Regions from separate parts of the Mus musculus genome. Here regions 1 and 2 are each linked to region 3. Evidence: chromatin contacts called from public HiChIP or PLAC-seq and Micro-C data. All regions are on one chromosome and are shown on one strand. Each heading gives the region's core, a stretch centred on a gene start, on an enhancer-like site or on the middle of the called end of the contact. The rest is flanking DNA. Distances are from core to core; before and after follow the strand shown. Region 1 holds the start of Mertk (MER proto-oncogene tyrosine kinase). Region 2 overlaps Mrps5 (mitochondrial ribosomal protein S5). Region 3 holds the start of Bcl2l11 (BCL2-like 11 (apoptosis facilitator)).

What was found. Hi-C and Micro-C count contacts between places; a contact is called where the count stands out from the background. HiChIP or PLAC-seq counts read pairs in DNA pulled down with a chosen protein or histone mark.
Region 1: a Micro-C map of embryonic stem cells shows a contact between it and region 3, with 5 times the contacts expected there. The contact joins the promoter of Mertk here to the promoter of Bcl2l11 in region 3. A contact is called at or near these places in 7 of 39 promoter capture datasets (the 3T3-L1 cell line, cranial neural crest, hematopoietic stem and progenitor cells and 2 more), 5 of 484 Hi-C or Micro-C datasets (embryonic stem cells, muscle stem cells and uterus) and 6 of 115 datasets of contacts at active chromatin or transcription factors (cardiomyocytes, embryonic limb bud, extraembryonic endoderm stem cells and 3 more).
Region 2: an H3K27ac HiChIP or PLAC-seq map of embryonic stem cells shows a contact between it and region 3, with 6 read pairs. The contact joins the enhancer-like site here to the promoter of Bcl2l11 in region 3. A contact is called at or near these places in 2 of 39 promoter capture datasets (the 3T3-L1 cell line and pre-B cells), 1 of 484 Hi-C or Micro-C datasets (cortical neurons) and 1 of 115 datasets of contacts at active chromatin or transcription factors (embryonic stem cells).

What each region holds. Positions count from the first base shown.
Region 1 is chr2:128,697,246-128,700,441 of GRCm38.p6, forward strand. It overlaps Mertk (MER proto-oncogene tyrosine kinase), which reads left to right and starts at 1,670. Exons shown (of 19, transcript NM_008587.2): 1 at 1,670-1,858. The coding sequence starts at 1,801. Gm39931 (a long non-coding RNA gene) reads right to left here and starts at 1,257. Exons shown (of 5, transcript XR_001783466.2): 1 at 1,169-1,257; 2 at 570-671.
Region 2 is chr2:127,603,870-127,607,057 of GRCm38.p6, forward strand. Mrps5 (mitochondrial ribosomal protein S5) reads left to right here. Exons shown (of 12, transcript NM_029963.2): 12 at 1-117. Among named protein-coding and RNA genes, the nearest start is that of Mrps5, 18 kb to the left of the region's middle. Within about 2 kb of position 1,427, at least 5 of the 459 cell types and tissues checked have an H3K27ac peak or open chromatin away from gene starts, as enhancers often do. A contact at or near this core is called in embryonic stem cells, where this site is marked.
Region 3 is chr2:128,124,171-128,127,568 of GRCm38.p6, forward strand. It overlaps Bcl2l11 (BCL2-like 11 (apoptosis facilitator)), which reads left to right and starts at 1,868. Exons shown (of 4, transcript NM_207680.2): 1 at 1,868-2,082. It also overlaps a transcript of Acoxl not described here.

The sequences.
Region 1 (3,196 bases), core at 420-2,919, 570 kb after region 3:
CATGGGTACCCCAGCATACACATGAATGCAGTCAAAACACCCATACACATAAAACTAAAGTAATTAACCAGAAAGAAAAAAAGTCACATTTGTGTTGAACATGGTAGCACACACCTTTAATTCTATCTAGCACATGGAAGTCAGAGCAGATAGATCTCTGTGAGTTTGAGGCCAGTCTGGTTTACATAGTGAATTCCATTCCAGCTAGGGCTAAATAGTTAGACCTTGCCTTTAAAAGAAAAAAAAAAAGTGAGATTTAAGCAAGTCCTAGTGGCACACACGTGCAGTTCTAGCTACTAAGAAGGCTGGAATATTTGCACAACCAGGAATTCAAGTCCAGCCTAGGTAGCATAGCAAGACCCTGTCTGTCCTACGTAGATTTCTATTGTTGTGATGACCAAAAGCTACTTGGGAATTTATTTCAGCTTACAGTTGAAATGCATCATGAAGGAAAGTCAGAACAGGAATTCGAGGCAGGAACCTGGAGGCCAGAACTTAAGCACAAACCATAGAGGAACTGCTTACTGGCTTGCTCAGCTTGCTTTCTTATGCATCCCTGAATGACCTACCCGGGAATGGCACCATCCACAGTAAACTGGGCTCTTTCACATCAAGCACCAATCAAGGGTCTGTTTAATCCAGCGCTTCTGGTTTGATGTCCTCCTGCAGGGCTAGAGATGCAAGGAGCTTATTGTATCACAGTGCGTATGGGTCTGTCCTCAGTTTCAGTAATAAATACTTTAAATTTATCAGGGTGGTTTACTCTGGGCTCTAATGTGATCTTATCTCCAAAGAAAAACAAATCATTCTATTTCCTTTAAGAAAGCCTCATACGCCTTCCGTTTCTTTGAGATTCACAATCTGATGCCGTGGTTTGGGCCTCCCACCCTTTCCTGTAACAGCACTTTCTTCCATCCCTGTTTCAAACTCTTTCCTTACAGGATTCGGCTTAGTTCTCCCCGAGCTAACCTCTGGGGTGGAGGTTGCAAGATCTTGACGCCAGGGTCCGCTCTTGCACTCCGTTTCAGTAGCCAGGGGGAGGACCTGGCAAGCAGGGTGTGCTGCCACGGCGGCCACAGCCTCTGGAATGCAGCTGCTAGGACCTCTTATGCCAGTAGAGCCTGAACTGCAGAATCGCTGCCCCTCCAAAGCAGCTGGACCCACTAACCTTTAAAGGTCTTGGAGTTGCATCCGTCGCTCTCCACTAAATTCGGCCTCTACCCTTTCCAATCCCTTCTACCTACCCATACAGAGTGAGATTCCTCTGATGTAACCAAGTAGCCAGAGATCATCCTCCCGATTATTTTCTTTCTTAGCCCCCTCCCCTTCCTCTCCGTCTCTCGGTCCTTTTAGCTCAAGATGGTGGCCCTCCTTAGCTCTGTTCCATCTCCTCCAGCACCTCCCTTCCAGATTTCCTACACACTCAAGCCAGGGGTTAACCTGCTGGAGTTGACCCAAGTTCCATTCTGCCCCGCCCCTCCACCCTCCCTAGGGCTTGTCCTTGGATCCTCCCCTTCCCGCCCCCTCCTCCAGTTCCATCCTTCTTTGCTCTCTTTGCCCTTCCCCCTTCCCGCCCCTGTCCACTCCAACCTGCTGGCCCCTCCCGGGCCTGAGCCCTGGGCCCGCCTCTTCTAACTTAGGACTCCTGCGATCCCCAACTCCGCACTGCCACTCTGGCGCCTGCTGCCCGGGCGGCCGGGACTGAGGCGCTTCGCACGCGCCCTCGGCGACTGGCGAGTTTGGGACGTTGGTGGATACGTGCATCTGTCCGGAGAGAACTGCCAGATCCGCGGCCCCGCGATGGTTCTGGCCCCACTGCTACTGGGGCTGCTGCTGCTACCCGCGCTCTGGAGTGGAGGTGAGTGCAGGTTGCAGGGTCTCCGGGAGCTGCTACTCATTCCAGCGAGCCGTAGAGGGTTATGGGGGCTCCCTAGCCGGGTCTTGGGGTGCACGTCTTAGTAGAACCGATGGGAACCGAGAGCTTCCCATTACCACAGAGAAAGACCTCAAGCCCGGTTGGGCGCTCTGGGAGCAGCGAAGTTTGAGCCTTTAAGAAATGCAACTCAGGTCTGGCGTGGCATGCACCAAGAACTTTACCCTCAACACTGTCTAGCCTTGCCGAGCTTTGGCGGGGTTTCTGCGAATCATAGACCGAGGATTCCAAGGTAATTCCACGCCGTGAACCAATAAGTAGCTGCAAAAGTTGGATGTCACCGTTAGCGCGTGGCGTTGCTTGGAGGCTAGGTGTCCCGCCAGGGAAAGACTAGTTCTGGCTTCTCCCCTGGGCTCTGCTGAACATTGTGTTAGCCCTCCTTTGTAGGGACAGCCTGTCTGTGAGTGTAAGAAGCCTGCAAAAAGCCGAGGGGGACGATACGGTCCTTTCACTATTATTACTGTGGAGCGGAATCTTTTTTGTTTGGGTAGCACAAACAAGTGCTCAGACCACAAGTGCTCTCACAAGCGGTTCAATTTGACATGCTGGATTGATTAGCGCAAACAAGTATGGCAGGTTCCTCCAACAGATGACACTGAGGCACTTTGTAAAGAAGCTGCTGGGGGGAAAACAAAACAAGGTTTTTCCAAAAAGAAATAGACGCAGGAGGGGTTGGAAGACTACTATAAGCAAGCACATTTCAGGTATTGTTCCTTCAGGTATTGCTCCTGCCCTAAAAGATCTGTTTCTATTCGGAGTGTAATTTTGTCTCTTTGATCTTGAATCTGGTAGACTAAAGTTTGTCTTTTAAGGAAAGTTTGGTTTATGGTTTAGCTACAAACCTCATTTTTCCTCTCAAAGTTCATTTGCTCAAATGAGCTTTTTTTTCTTTTCTTTCCTTTTCTTTTCTTTTTCTTTTTTAAACAATTCTTTCCTTGCACATTAAATTACATAAGCAATTTGTAGTTTGAGGCAACGTGACAATTTGCAACAAACATCAACAGCCAAAAAACGAGCTAAGAACTGAGACCACTCTATTCTCCATTACTAAACCCTCAAAAGTTCCTCAGCCTTTCTGCCAGGACTGTTCTTAATAATCCGCTGAAAGTCGGGTATACTTTTGCTACTAGCCCTAGCAGGCCACGCGTCATTTTGGAGGCTGTGACTGTCATAAGCATGGGAAGAGTGATAGGAACCAAAGCTTTTGTTTGATATTTTTAAATCTATGCTTTATTTTCTTTTTGTTTTTGTTTGTTTGTTTGT
Region 2 (3,188 bases), core at 177-2,676, 520 kb before region 3:
GCCCAGCCAGTGCTTGTGCTGACAGCACCCGGAGGACACGCCACTCTCACTTTTTATTTTAAAAAAAGTCCAACCTTCTTTGTTTTCAAATAAATAATTATAGATTTGTCTTACAGAGCACATGGTATATAGCTGTGTGATGGGAATGTTAGATGCAAATATCAGGAGCAATTCGTTATTTAAACTAGTAAATGTAAGTGAATTAGGACATAGCTAATAGTAGTAACATGCACAGCCATTGCTGTGACACTTAGGTCGTGTTTGTTACCGAGTCATCTGAAGATGAATGTTTTCAACTACATTTTACAGAGAAGTTGGATAGCCTGACCCGCTGAGCCACTCCCAGGCAGTTCTCCCGGCAGTTGTGTGCCGTTTCTGTCCATAAATACTGTGCCAGGCTGTGGCCTCACCCTCGGCTGTGTTTCCTGGACTCTAGGTGGTAGTGATCCCACTGTGTCTGAAGTGTGTCTCACTGTCACCTTCACTCACATGGCCCTAAAAGCAAATGCTGTTGAGTGTCCTCGTCGGCTTGTCAGGTCATGTGGCCCATTCAGGTCCTTTGTCCACTTAAAAAATTTGGGTTATTTGTGTTTTTATTATCAGCTGTAATTGCTCTTGTTGTGTAGTATAGATACAAACCTCCTGTCAGATACAACCTCAGGTCTGGGTGTTCCGTTTGTTGGTCTGCTTTGTTTTTTGTCTTCTCTGATAGACTAGTCTTATTTACCTTTAATTGGTGTTTTTTAGGTCATCAGCATAAAGTGACTGTAATGTAGTAAAGTCAGTATCTGCCAATATCAATTACACTTCTTTTTTCTCTTTTTTAGTAGTTGCTCTAGAGTTTGCTATGTATGTTTACAACGGATCCAGGTCTCTCCTAGGATCCTGCTTTGTAGCTAGTTTAGTCAGGTACCTTACAGCCATGGAGGGTTAGGTTCCTGCCCCTCCCCTCATGCCCCTGCTGCCGTTCATTCAGGCCTCATAAACCTGAGCAACACTCGTTGAGTCACTGTTGCTGTTATGGTTTTGAACAAACATCTGTTAAATCTAATAAGGAAAGTTAAAGGTTGTTTGTTTGTTTGTTTGTTTGTTTGTTTTTGTTAATGTAAGTCTGTGCTTGTGACCCCCATCTCTTCGTTGTCTTGTATCTTAGCTTACAAGGCAGGTTGATTGGAACAAAGCCCGTCGGTTGTTTGTCTGAGTCTTTGCTTAATTATAGGTCCATGAGACATCTCTTTGATAGTTGTAAGTATTTTCTCTCATACTTTCTGAGAAGTTGGGTGAATTGCTTATTTCTGCTCCTCTTTAGGTAATGTTTTCTTCTGTCTTCTTTCTCCTTTATCTTTGGTCTCTAGCAGTGAGACTATGATATGCTGAGTGTGGGTCTTACTTAGATGCACCCTCCCTCTTTTTCCTGCTGTGTACGTTTCTCTTGAGGTAGCCTCCACCTAGAAGTCCTTGTTGTGTTCAGTCTGGCAGTAAGCCCATCAGAGATGCTCCCTGCTTCGATGGCTGGCGGCATTTTGAGTGTTTTGTCTTTGTTTGTTTATTCATTGTTTGAGACTGGGTGTGATGGTTTGAATGAGAATGGCCCCATACACTCATGTATTTGAATGCTTGGTCCTGTTAATGGAACTATTTGGGAAGGGTTAGGTGTGGCCTTGTTGGAGGAGGTATGTCACTGGGGATGACCCTTGAGGTTATCTTTCTGCCTGCTGCCTATGGATCAAAATTTAAAGCTTTCAGCTCCATACCTGCTGCCTGGTACCATGCTTCCTGCCATGATGATAATGAACTAACCTTCTGAAAGTATAAAGAAGGCTCTAAGTCAATGCTGTCTTTTATCAGAGTTGCCTTGGTCACGGTGTCTCTTCACAGCAGTAGAATAGTGACTAAAACCTAACTTTCCATGTGGCCAGGGTTGATCCTTCTGCTAAGTGTTATGATAACTTGATGAGCCAGTATGCTCCACTTAGTATCAGACATCTTTTTTCTGCTTACAGTACCAGAGATAGAGCGAGCCCAGGATCTTGGACGAGCTAGACAAGTGCTCTGCCACCGAAGCACACCCCTGGCATGTTTTTGATTCTTTCATAGACTCACCCTGTCTGTGTACTTTACAGTCTGTTCCTTGGTATTGTCTGTTCCCCTGTAACATTAATCTTAGTGGTGCTGAACATTCCTGGGGTGGTGACTGTGACAGCCACTCCTGCTGTGTCTCAGGCCTGCTTCGTTCAGACTGCACCTTTGCTTCCCGTGTGCCTGTCACTGTTGCTGGGAGCTGGACATGATGTACTGGGTAAGGAGCTGAGGAAGTAGGTGGTTAGTGATGGAACAGGGGAGACAGGGGGGTGGGACGTTTTCTGTGGTGATGGGATTAGACCCCGGTCTTCTGGTGAGCCTGTTACTGGGTGCTTCTCGGTTCTACCCCGTAGGTACTAGAGGAGTCCCTATCCCCCGAGTCACACAGTCTAATAAACCAACAGTGATTTAGTGTGCCTAAGCACTTTCTCTTCACCTGCCTAGTATATTCCCCTGCACATACACACATACTCTCAAAGGAAATTTTTTTTCTAGAGCTATATTATTCATGGCTATAAATAGAAGCTAATTGCTAAGAAAGAAATGCCTCTAAGTTAGAGACATTGGAAACATCTAAGACTTTTCTATTTAAGTAGAATCTACAGGAAAATAGTTGGGTCTGGTAGTGCTGGGTGTGAATGCAGAACCTTTTATTCTCCATTGAGCTGTGTCCCCAGAACTCTCGTTATTTTTGAAATTTTATTTTTGTCCTAAAAAAAGCGATGAGCTTTACTGATCTCTCTTCTATTAGCCTAATTTGTTTTTTTTTTATACCCAATACTCTTATCTTTTTAAAATGTCATTTTTCCAAATTATTGACAACCACATTGACATTGGGGGGAAAAACTATTTGAGAATAAAAAATGTTTGGCATCTAATTGTCTTCCAATAACTTGGCAATAAAATGAAAAGTGAAGTAGAAGTTTGCCTTGAGAGCAAGGCCTCGTCACTAAGAGCACCGTGTTTCCAAGGATGCTTTTGCTCCTCCCCCCAGAAGCATGGCGATCCTGTTGAGCTGGCGGTAGAACTCGAATGTGGAGGCCCACCCTGTGACTTTACAGCCTAGCTCGTCAGCACAGCCTCTAGCAACCCTTCTCTACCTTGCA
Region 3 (3,398 bases), core at 618-3,117:
GAGCCTCCGCCTCCAGGCCGGCTTCCTAATTAGGACCTAAAAAAGAGCACATAGCCCAACCCGTTGCTTTCCCCAGTGCCTGTATATTTTCTTTTAGCATGTCCAGGGTTGCAGAATCGGAAGACTCCAGAGCAGCCTGCTCCTACAAAGAAACACCAGCGCTTCCCCACCCCCACCTCCCACCCCTGTATGGTTCTTTTCTAGTCCAAGTATGAGGCGCCTAGCTCCACGCTGAGGGCGCAGAATACTTGCTGCTGGCTTTGGACTCCCAGAGTAGCAGTAGCAGATTGGGCTGCATGGGTGGGATGCCGAGTGGCCAAGGCACAGTACTGCTTCACAGACCTTGGTCAGGACAGACCTGGATCGGCGGTGTACTTGACTTCATCCACGCCCTTGCCCTGTGCGCTCTTGTAGCGATCACCCCTGACCTCCAGCAGGAGCAAGGCTTTGCCTTGAACACCCCAGCTTCCCTGGGAACCAATGGCTTCTTTGATCTCACTCAGGATTCACTTGAGAAGCTAGACTTTAGCATGGGGCTGTGCTGTGTCACCGTGACGTTAGATCCGCATACAAACACCAAAATGACCAAGATGGCCCAACATTGATTGGGACGGCAGGTCGCAACACTTGTTCTGCAAGAAAAGGCTACGTCCTACTTACTGCCAGCCTGGATGCAGGTTGGGTAGCCCATTAATAGAGTTTCCTTAATCTCGTGTGGGGAGTGGGACGTTCCATTTCCAGAGCAGCTTTTTTGGGCCGCCGCTATGAGAGAAGGGGCTGGGGGTGGGGATGCACATGGCGCCATTGACTTCCAGACTTCTGTTGGAATCACAAAGGCCTCAGGAAGATCAAGGGATTTTTTTTTCGACCCCCTTATGGTTTTCCCAGCTCGGCCTGAACTCCGCTGCTCCATGGTCGCCAGCATCGGCGGACCGATGGATAGACAGTTCCTGGCGTACACTGTGAGCCCCAAACATTTCGAGGCTCCCAACACCGCTCATGGCACAACCGTCTTTCCTTGGTAGCCCCCCTCCTTTTCCTTGTAGTTATTCTTTTCCAGCTAACTTTCTCATTCCCCTATTTTATATGCTTGTCGTGCCCGCCCATCGCTCCCTGAAGCTTCCCGCTTCTCTTGTCTCTCAACTGTCCTTCTCACCACCACCTCTGCCTCTTAAGTAACTGGGCACTAGGGAAACAAACATATAAACCACAACAACAACAACAGCACACACACACAAACACAACACTAAGGAGAGCCTAAAGGAGGACAGAAGGCAGAAGGCGGCGGCGACGAAGAATCTCGCTTGAGGCGCAGACGAAGAGGGGTGAGCATCTTGCTGATCTGAGTCCCCCGGAGGTCAGGAATTCTAGGAAAGGACAGTCAAAGGCCAGTGCCCATCCTTGCACCAATCTAATCCTCATGGTTTGGGGCTGAGAAGCTGTGCAAAGCAAGGGCGGAGGGACGCCTTCTGAGGCTTCCAACTGGCGCCCGCGGCCGGGCTGGACACAGAGCAGTGTACCCTGAGCGCCCCCTAAGTTCCGCTCTGCGAGGTGGCCGCCACGGGCGGACGGGGAGGGGCGGGTACATTCTGAGTGGAGGATGGGCGAGCATGCAGCTGCCCGCAGGCCAAGACACTAGGGTAAACACGCCGGGGTGGGCGGCGCACGCAAACTGCAGGACAGCCGGCGGGGCCACCCTCCCCACTACCTGTCGCAGCCTGCACGCGCCAGCGGCCTGGGGGCCGTGGGGGGTGGGGCTTACCTTCCGGCTTGCCGGGGGCCGGACTAAACGGGGGCGGAGCCCGCGGTGATTGGGCGCGGGGGCGGGGGCTCAACTACCGCAGAGTCTCAAGAGCAGGCTGCTTTCACTTCGCTCCCCGCAGGCACTGGGTCACCAGCTGGTTGGAGCTCTGCGGTCCTTGCCATCGTCGCCGTCACCGGATTCCTGCAGCCGCTCTGCGAGCTGTGTTCCACTTGGATTCACACCACCTCCGCTGCTCCCGCCGCCACCGCCTCGGCGCCCTTCCCCTGGCCCTCGTCCACCCAATGTCTGACTCTGATTCTCGGACTGAGAAACGCAAGGTAAACACTCCGCGACTCCCGGGGCGCAGGCTGGGGATGGATAGAAGACAGGCGCCGCAGCGGCTTCATCTGTCTCTGGTGTCGCACGTGCGGGTGGAGGCACTGGTTTGTCCCGCGTGGCTGCAGGAGGCGAACGCTGGGAGTCGGGTCGAGGTCGCTGCGTGCCAAGGCACTTTTGGGGAAGGGTTGTCGGCACTGAAGCTGCGGGCACTTAGCCGAAGACTGGGTTGGGACGCAATGCCGCACGAGGGGCCGCTGAGGCATCTCTCGCGGGCAAGGAGGGCGCGTGGTCTCGGCTTGGAGCCGAGGTCCCGCTTCGTGGTGCCGGTAGTGCGTCCAGCCGGGAAGCGTCGCGGCGACCCAGACGGCCCGGGAGAAGTAGCCGCGCGGTAGCGGCGGGCGGGTAGACTTAACTCTTCGCTGACGCGGGTTCATTGCGGAGGTTTGAGTATTAAAATCACACGCGCCCAGACTTTGCTTGTACCCATTCAAGTCAGTTTGGCCATAGTGGTCAATTTCCTTTCCGGATGTCCCTGGCGGCCCGGTTCCTTTTGCGACCGTCCTGTGGATATTGAGGAACACCGTATCTACAGGAGACAAGAAACCCCGTAACCCCCCTAGGACCACTTAGGCTACGCGTATTCCAAGCCCCAGCTAGCCGACTACTCCTAGCCCGATTGCACCGGGACCCAGTCGCATAGGCTGGCGGACCCCTGAGCTCGCAAGCCTATTGCCCACGGGGCAGGCACTGCTTGAGGAAGGCTAACTGAACAGTGGGGGCAGAGGTCTGGATGTGCATGCCCGAGACCCGAGATGGTCGTTCATATTTGGTTCGTGTCGGTAGCACTCGGTAGCACATGGGGACACAGCAGGTGAAGTTGCTGAGAAGTTCTTCAGGGGACTGCGGAGGCATTAGGGACTTGGCTCGGAATGGCCTGGAGTGCGATCGTGGCCTCGCGGATCTCCGAGGGGTGCGTGTCTCGCTTTGTCTCTAATGTCCCGCTGCCCTGGCGGCGGGAATTCCCGCAAAGCGCGCGCCGTCCCGGCCTGGCCCAGGGGTGGGGCGGGGCGCAAAGCGAAGCTGCCCGGCCCCCTAAGTTCCAGCCGGAGCTGCGGTGGCCGGCACAGTCTGAGCGGCGCTGGGCGGCGAGTTTGTCAACAATCGCCTTGCCTTCGGCTGCCTGACCCGTAGGCGCCGCCCCCACCGCCTCTGCCCATTGGTTACGATGGGGAGCGACTGCGCGCGGGCCAATGGGGGAGCACTGGCAGCCGGCGCCAGGGGCGCAGGGCTGGCGGTGCCCGCGCGGCGGCGGGAG